Regions from separate parts of the Mus musculus genome. Here region 1 is linked to region 2. Evidence: chromatin contacts called from public promoter capture Hi-C data. All regions are on one chromosome and are shown on one strand. Each heading gives the region's core, a stretch centred on a gene start, on an enhancer-like site or on the middle of the called end of the contact. The rest is flanking DNA. Distances are from core to core; before and after follow the strand shown.

Evidence for each region. Promoter capture Hi-C pulls out the DNA fragments that hold promoters and counts their contacts.
Region 1: a promoter capture Hi-C map of stem cell-derived epiblast-like cells shows a contact between it and region 2, with 2.9 times the contacts expected there. The contact joins the promoter of Fam199x here to the promoter of Bex3 in region 2. A contact is called at or near these places in 4 of 39 promoter capture datasets (cranial neural crest, maxillary cranial neural crest, pre-B cells and 1 more).

The regions. Positions count from the first base shown.
Region 1 is chrX:137,048,291-137,052,141 of GRCm38.p6, forward strand. It overlaps Fam199x (family with sequence similarity 199, X-linked), which reads left to right and starts at 1,304. Exons shown (of 6, transcript NM_146261.2): 1 at 1,304-1,779. The coding sequence starts at 1,583.
Region 2 is chrX:136,268,374-136,271,992 of GRCm38.p6, forward strand. Bex3 (brain expressed X-linked 3) reads left to right here and starts at 1,880. Exons shown (of 3, transcript NM_009750.2): 1 at 1,880-2,028; 2 at 2,437-2,509; 3 at 2,890-3,605. The coding sequence starts at 2,918. The coding sequence ends at 3,292.

The DNA of each region.
Region 1 (3,851 bases), core at 54-2,553, 780 kb after region 2:
AATAAAAGAGCCACATCTGGTAGGTATCTAAATACCTGCATCTACAATGGAGAGGTGGCTATCTCTATCTCTAGAATCCACATCCTTAGACAAAATCATGTTGGTGGGAGTGGGGGAAATCCTCATGAGAGAAAGGGCTGAGTGTGTAGCTATGTGGTTGAACAGTCCTACAGGCATGCCCAAGGGCCTAGGTTCAAGTCCCATCATACCCATGTATTTTAAAATGCAGATTTTTGTTATTCTTCAAACAAATTACCATAACTTTTCATAGCATTTATGCACCCTAGAGATGATTTAAAGTATTTTGAAGAATGTGTGTAGGTTATATGTAAGTTATATATTTATATATTTTATATAAGGAATTTGGGATCCTTCACTCAAGATCAATCAGAATTATTCCAGAGATTTTTCCCAGGCTTTTAAAAAAGCTGAATATTAAAACAAAACCAGGCCTCCAAGATTTAAAATCGCTTGTCTAGAACACAGAAGTGAAGTGCCAGGAGCAAAGAGCACCATGTGATACCTCGTAAGTTGATTTAAGTCAAACAAGTTAAGCTCCATAATATCGACGGAAGCAGGGTTGCAGGACCTAACAGCGGTAGTGCCTAAGTCTCCTTTGGGAGATAGGGAAGGCTTCACCAAGAAGCTAGCGCTTGAGCTGGGGATTTAAGGATTAGCAGAGGAGAATGGCAGGACATTCCAAACACTACGAGGGAAAGAAAGCTCAGAACACAAAAGAACATTACAGTCCCAGCATCTCTGAGCAGCCTAGCCGCTTTATCAGGGTTTTTGAAGCGAGGCCACTTACAAGTGAGGCGGCATTTTTTTTCTCCTTCCTCACTCTATGGTCCATTTCTCTTACAGCTCATTGCTTTGGCTGGGCACACCTACTGCAGGAGCCCAGTACAAGTAGAATCGAGACAGGGTGGTCCCACGTGTTCAAGGGCACCTGGGACTCGTTTTTCATATATTCCCTCAGTATGACCTTGGCTAAGTCCCTAGTCCTAAGGGCTACTGTTGCTGTTTGGCCGTGGAGTGCGAGTGGGAAGCACGAGGAGAAAGAGGAGGAGGAGGAGGAGGGGCGAGGGGGGCGGGCTTGGCTGAGATGTGGGCCCTTCAAGCATCCCAGAATTGGGGACCGCGTAGAGCACCGGGCCGGTTGGGTCGCCCTGGGCTTAAGACACTGACATTCAGTTCCTCCTCCACTCCGGCAGGGGGCAAGGGCAGCGGCTCCGGGTAGCCCAGGAGCTGGCAGCGGCCACGGGGCGGACCGAAGCCGCAGCGGGCAGCGAGCAGCGAGCGCAGTGGGCGGGGCGGCCGGGCCGGGCGGCGGCGCCGCAGTGACTCGTCGGGCTTGGCGGCGGTGGCGGCGGCTTCTGAGGTTTCAGAGGAGCGGACTGTGTGGCCGGTGGGCTGCTGCGGCCTCGCAGCAACCTTTGTGCAGAGCCCTCCCCTCCTCGGGCGGCTGCGGTGGGCACACTCGGGGGCGGAGGCCACCGCGGCCAGGTTAGCGTGGGGGAAGGGGCGAGTGCCAGAGTAGCCCATCTGCAGCCAGTGAGACCAAGCCGGCCCATCTCCCACCATGTCCGACGAGGCGTCGGCCACCACTTCCTATGAGAAGTTTTTAACCCCAGAGGAGCCCTTCCCTTTCCTAGGAGCTCCTCGCGGGGTGGGCACCTGCCCCAGCGAGGAACCTGGCTGCCTGGACATCAGCGACTTCGGCTGCCAGCTCTCCTCCTGCCATCGCACGGATCCGCTCCACCGGTTTCACACCAACAGGTAAAGGAGCTCTTCCCAGAACAGGGGTGGACTTCCCACTGCCAGGCGGGGCAAGAGGACGCCAGGTTGCACTCCTGCAGGGTTCCTCCTGGTCCCTCGTGCAAGCCTGAGCTGCGGGCTGCCCCCTCCCCCATCTTCCTTTGACCAAGGCTCTTCCCAGCTCCTCCCTGTTTTCACCCACTGCCCCCTGATTTTTCTGAAGACCAGCTTCCCTGCACCTTCTTTCTTCTCCCCCTTTCCTTTTTGCACTCTAGTAATTCTTCCCATCCAGATCTTCCCCTTTTACCTCTTCGTGACCCCCGCCCCCATCCATACGCAGAGACTCCTAAACCCCAACTCTTGATTTTTAGATTCATCTGCAAAAGTTTAACCCCTTTCGTTTCCGGTACACTACAGAGTAAATTTGAGAGAGCCAAATCGATCAGTGGATCTTATGAAAGCACCTTTCAAGCTCGAGCCTCCTCTTTCTCAATTTTAACCTCACCCTAAACCAAATTGTACCGGGAAATTAGTCTTTTTTTTTCCCCATTGTTGCTTTGAGACCAGTATTTCTCATAGGTTAGACCATCAGCAAAACTGCTTATGCCTGGAAGATGACCTTGGACTCCTGGTCCTCAAACCTGCCTCCCAAGTGCTGGGATTACAGACATTTGTGATGTCCAACTAAGCTTAGTGTGTTTTAATCAGTTCAAATTTATATTTTTTTCAGTACTATGGCTTGAAACCTGAACCTCATGCGTGCTAGATAAGCTTTCTACCAACTGAGCTATATGCTTGCCCTATAAACTAGTCATTTCCCCCTTCCTTACTTCCTTACTTCCATTGCCTTACTTCTGTTGGGTATCCCCAAAGGTAAACTCTGGAAGAGTCCTATAGCATACCACCCGCCTTGCATCCCTGATGAGGGAAGTAGAGCAAGTTTAGGGTGGGCTGATTTATACAAATAATTTCTTAAAGGTGTTCATGTAAATTATTTTATCAGAAGGCAGTGTTTTGGAGAATTCTCTCATGCAAGCATTTAAATGTTATACCTAACATTGGTGATGCGACAGGGCTTTTCAATATAGGCTCAACTTTTAAAAATAATTTACTTTCAATTGTGTGCAAATCAAGAGTGGGCATGGGCATGAGACTGCAGGTGTGTATGGAGGCCAAAGACAGCAGAACTTGAGTTACAGGTGGCGGGGAACAGGCTGAATGTGATGCTGGGAACAGAATTTGGGTCAACTGCAAGACATCATATGCTCTTAACCATGGTGCCACATTTCTAACCTCTTATACACGCACGCACACGCACACACACACACACACACACACACACACACAGAGGTAGAATATGGATAAGAGGGGAGGGAAAGGGTCCCTCTAAGGATAATAGAAAGAAGGAATCCAGTTCTGGTTTCTGACCCAAGTTTGCTATGTGAGTTTGATCATCTCCTTCCCTATTTTTGCATATCTTCCTCCCCTAACCTTAAAACAGTCTCTCTTTACTGTGTAACATGTGCATTTACATATATAATGTCACTTGGAAAAGTAAATTTATAGTTTTGGAAATAAAATGTTATAGCTAAATAATTATTCCGAATACTAGAGCAACACATTTTACAATGAAGTGGCAGTGAGTTTCTTACAAAAATTTCAACTATTCATCGCAAACTGAAGAAACTGGGGCCCAGAGAGAAAGACCAAGTATGAAATTCATAATATCTAGCCAGGTAAAGGCCATGCAGACATAGATTGCTCTCTTGAAGCCAGAGATAAAACTTGGATTAGAGCTCAAGGCTCTAATGTTATCAGTGGTCACAGCACTTTCTTAAACTAAGAGAAGCATCCTTAGCCCATGAAGTAATGAACATGCCTGCAAAATTGGCAACATTTGAAGTGTGCTTAAGGTATTTGACTTTTGAAACAGGAGACAAAGTTACATAGCCAGTAAATTGAGATAAGTTCAGTATTTTGCCATCTCCTGTGCTTGATTGTCATCACCTGGGTGTGAGGTTGGGGGTAAAGCACTGCCAAAATCTTTTAAGGTCTACGCTGACTTTTCAGGTTTCTGAATTCAAACATTATTT
Region 2 (3,619 bases), core at 630-3,129:
CCCAACTTCAGTTCCGTTTTCTGTACATTTCCATTTTCTGTCCAAAACATGTGGCTTGGCCATGTTGAAGAGTGGTGTCTTTGAATCTCTTCTGGCTTTATGGGCTTCCTGGTTTCTGAAGCATTCTTGGATCAAGTTGATCAATTTGTCTATACTTTTTATTTTTCACAAGGAAGAGTTGTGAGTTGGGAGACAGAATGGCCAAATCACCAGCCTTATCTTAAAAGGCAATTACTGGCGATAATTTTGCAGTTTGAGATTTCGGAGCTATATGTTGTATCTCCAAACTCATAATTTTATAGCACACCAGGCATCTGCACTTTATATCCCCAGGAACCTGCCTCATTTACCAGGACACCATACAGAAATTTGAGGCCCAAACTAGAAGCAACTTTGTTCGCATAATGAAGTTATTAAGTTGTAAATATTGGCAACTATGTTTCCAAAAATCTACCTTCTACCTGTGACCTTTGTTTGTTTGTTTTATTTACTTTTAAAGAAACCGATTTCAACTCCAGGCTTGTCTGGGCCACAGAATGACACTTTGTACAGCGATTTCAGGGTGGAAGAAACAGTTGCCTTCAGTATGAGTTTTCACACCAAGTTCATCCATCCTTTGCTTAGTTCTAATATTTCTTGAGGCATTTATACCAGAGTAGAAGGTTTGGGGATAACTTCTAGATATGTTATATTTCTCAGCTTATTATTTATAGGGTGGGTTGAAAGGCTTGGAGAGGAAAGCCAAGAATTCAAATGGCTCTTTTTCCTGAGGACTGTGGAATCAGAGACATCTCAGATAACACCAGGCCTTGGGAGGCAGAAGGAGGAGGCAGAGGCAGGGAAGATCACCCCAAATTTGAGGGCATCCTGTTAAATAGAGTGAGCTCCATATAGTCAGGGATTACAACTGAGAACCTGCCACACCTCCAAAATCATAGAAAAGTATGACTTCTTTCTGTAGGAACGATTCCAGAATTGTTTTAAAGCATTAGTTGTATTCAGCAAGTGTCCTTTCTTTTTAAAGAAAAAATTGTAACAGACGAGTACAGGGTATTTCAAAACTGACACCCCAAACCTAGAGAAGATATTTTTCTGTGTGATAGTATAAATAGCACTTTTTTTTCTTTTCATTTTGCAGAATGAAGCATATTTTTTTTTTCAAAACTGAAAACTCACCAGCCTTGATAGTGCAAGCCTTTTAACCTTAGCTACAAGGGAGGCTGATGTAGAAGGAATGAAATTCAAGGGCAGCCCCAACAACATAGACAGGCACTGTACTCTTTTTTCTTTTTAGTTTAAAAAGTGTGTGTGTTGGGGGGCAGGGGCTGGAGCGGTCTGTAAATACACCTCGGTAGAAGACAGCTTGTCCAGCAATTATTAAGCTAGAGGATCAATCCCCAGCGTTCCAAAAAAGGAGTGGTCCTTATAATTTTGAATTTTCTAAATCATGCTGATCATGCCTATGTGTGTGTGTGTGTGTGTACCCGCGCGCTTGTGTGTGGGGTTGTGTATGTGTGTGTGTACCTGTGTGTGTATGTTTTAAGGAAATAAAGAGAAATATGTACAGTCTACCCCACTCTCTATCTCTTGGTGTGTTATGGGGAGAAGTTCTGGAGAAAACATTTGGATAAGGTGGAGAGGAATCTCAAAGAAGGCCAAAGCCAAGACCTGGCTATAGTGGGAGGGAGACATAGAGGATGGTGCAGACCCTCCCTGGTAACAGGGAAGGGAGATGTCCAACCTCCTGATGGTGATGCCACTTGTGGTTCCTCAGATTGGTGAGGATCCGGATGAGTGACGGGTGGGGCCCGAGGTGAGCACTGGCGGCGGGGAGGCGGGGGCGGGGCCTCCTGTCGCACTGGCCTCCCGAACAGGGGGAGCGGGCTTGGCAGTGACGCAGGGCCCTCACGTGACCCGGGGCTGCAGAGCGACGCAGCCTTGGGTGCAGTCGTCACGAGCGTCTGGCCAGCAGCTCGGAGCTCCTCTGCGCGCGGCGGGCTGGCAGCGGGCCCGAGGCGAGCGGGACAGGTAAGGGGCCTGCACGCCGCGGCCCTGCGGGCGACAGCCTCGCGACGGGCGGGCGCGCACCGCGGCTTTGTGCACCGCGCGGGGAACCCCGGCTGCGCCCGGGAAGGGACGCCCGGGCTCAGGGGCGGGGACGGCGCGGGGGTCCCGGGAGAGGGGCGGCTGGGCGGGCCCGCAGCGGAGAGCGCTAGAGCGAGCCCCGGAGAGCGGGGACGGGGACGGGGACGGGGACGGGGATGGGGATGGGGACGGGGATGGGGACGGGGATGGGGACGGGGATGGGGACGGGGATGGGGACGGGGCTGCTAGAGATCGTGGGCGGCCGTGTAGGGGGATGGGCGGTGGGTCCGAGGAAGGCGGGTGCGGTGCTGAGCTCGGCGCCCAGTCCTTCCCATCCCACCCTGTCTGCAGATTGACTGGAAGCCGAGAGTCCAGGCGGCAGCGGGAATTGACAGGAGGACTACGCCGCAAGGGATAGGCCCAGGTTGGTTCAGTGGCGGTGGGGGTGGGGTGGGTGGCTGGGGGAGGTTGGGGAAAGCCCTGTCTAGGACCCCTGTGAGAGCCCCCACTCCACACTACTCTTCTTCTCAGTCCTCCATTTTGGTGGCTGAAAGCTCAGGGAAAGGATCCTGGGAAATAAAAAATGGTGGGCTTTGGGGGAGGGAGGGGACAGAGAGCTGGGAGGGGGGAGGGGCTCGAAATGGAGGCTCCCTAGAGGTTGCCTGGAGACTCTAAGGTGGGAAAAAAATAATAATGAAAATCCTTGTTGTTAATCTCTGACTTTTGCTGGTCACTGCATCGAGCATTCAGTTTGGGTTTTTTTTTTTTTTTCCTCCCCTTGCCCTGTCTTGCTTGTGTTCAAAGAATAGCAACCAGGAAACAAAATCTCATCATGGCCAATGTCCACCAGGAAAACGAAGAGATGGAGCAGCCCCTGCAGAATGGACAGGAAGACCGCCCTGTGGGAGGAGGTGAGGGCCACCAGCCTGCTGCAAACAACAACAACAACAACCACAACCATAACCACAACCACCACCGAAGAGGCCAGGCTCGCCGACTTGCCCCTAACTTCCGATGGGCCATTCCCAACAGGCAGATGAATGACGGGTTGGGTGGAGATGGAGATGATATGGAAATGTTCATGGAGGAGATGAGAGAGATCCGGAGAAAGCTTAGGGAGCTACAGCTGAGAAATTGTCTACGCATCCTTATGGGGGAGCTGTCTAACCACCACGATCACCATGATGAATTCTGCCTTATGCCTTGACTTCGGTCATTCCCCCCTGAGATCCATACTGTGACTCCCGCTGTAGCCCTTTTCCTCGCATTTTCCTGACATGCCTTTAATGACCCGTTTGTGGTGAGCCTTGTGTTATTTCCATGCCATGTGCCAGGTGGGGCTTGTGTTGCCAGCTTCTAATTGGAGATTGCCTTCCCACTCAGTGTGAGTTTCTGTCAACAGTGCAGTGTTGCCCATTAGCATGGAAAGCAATGTCAAGTCAATAAAGCAACTGAATAATCATTATTGTGTCCTTAAAGCATAAATAAACAGTTAAGATTAAAAAAAAGAGCCACAAGAACTCTGAAATTCAAC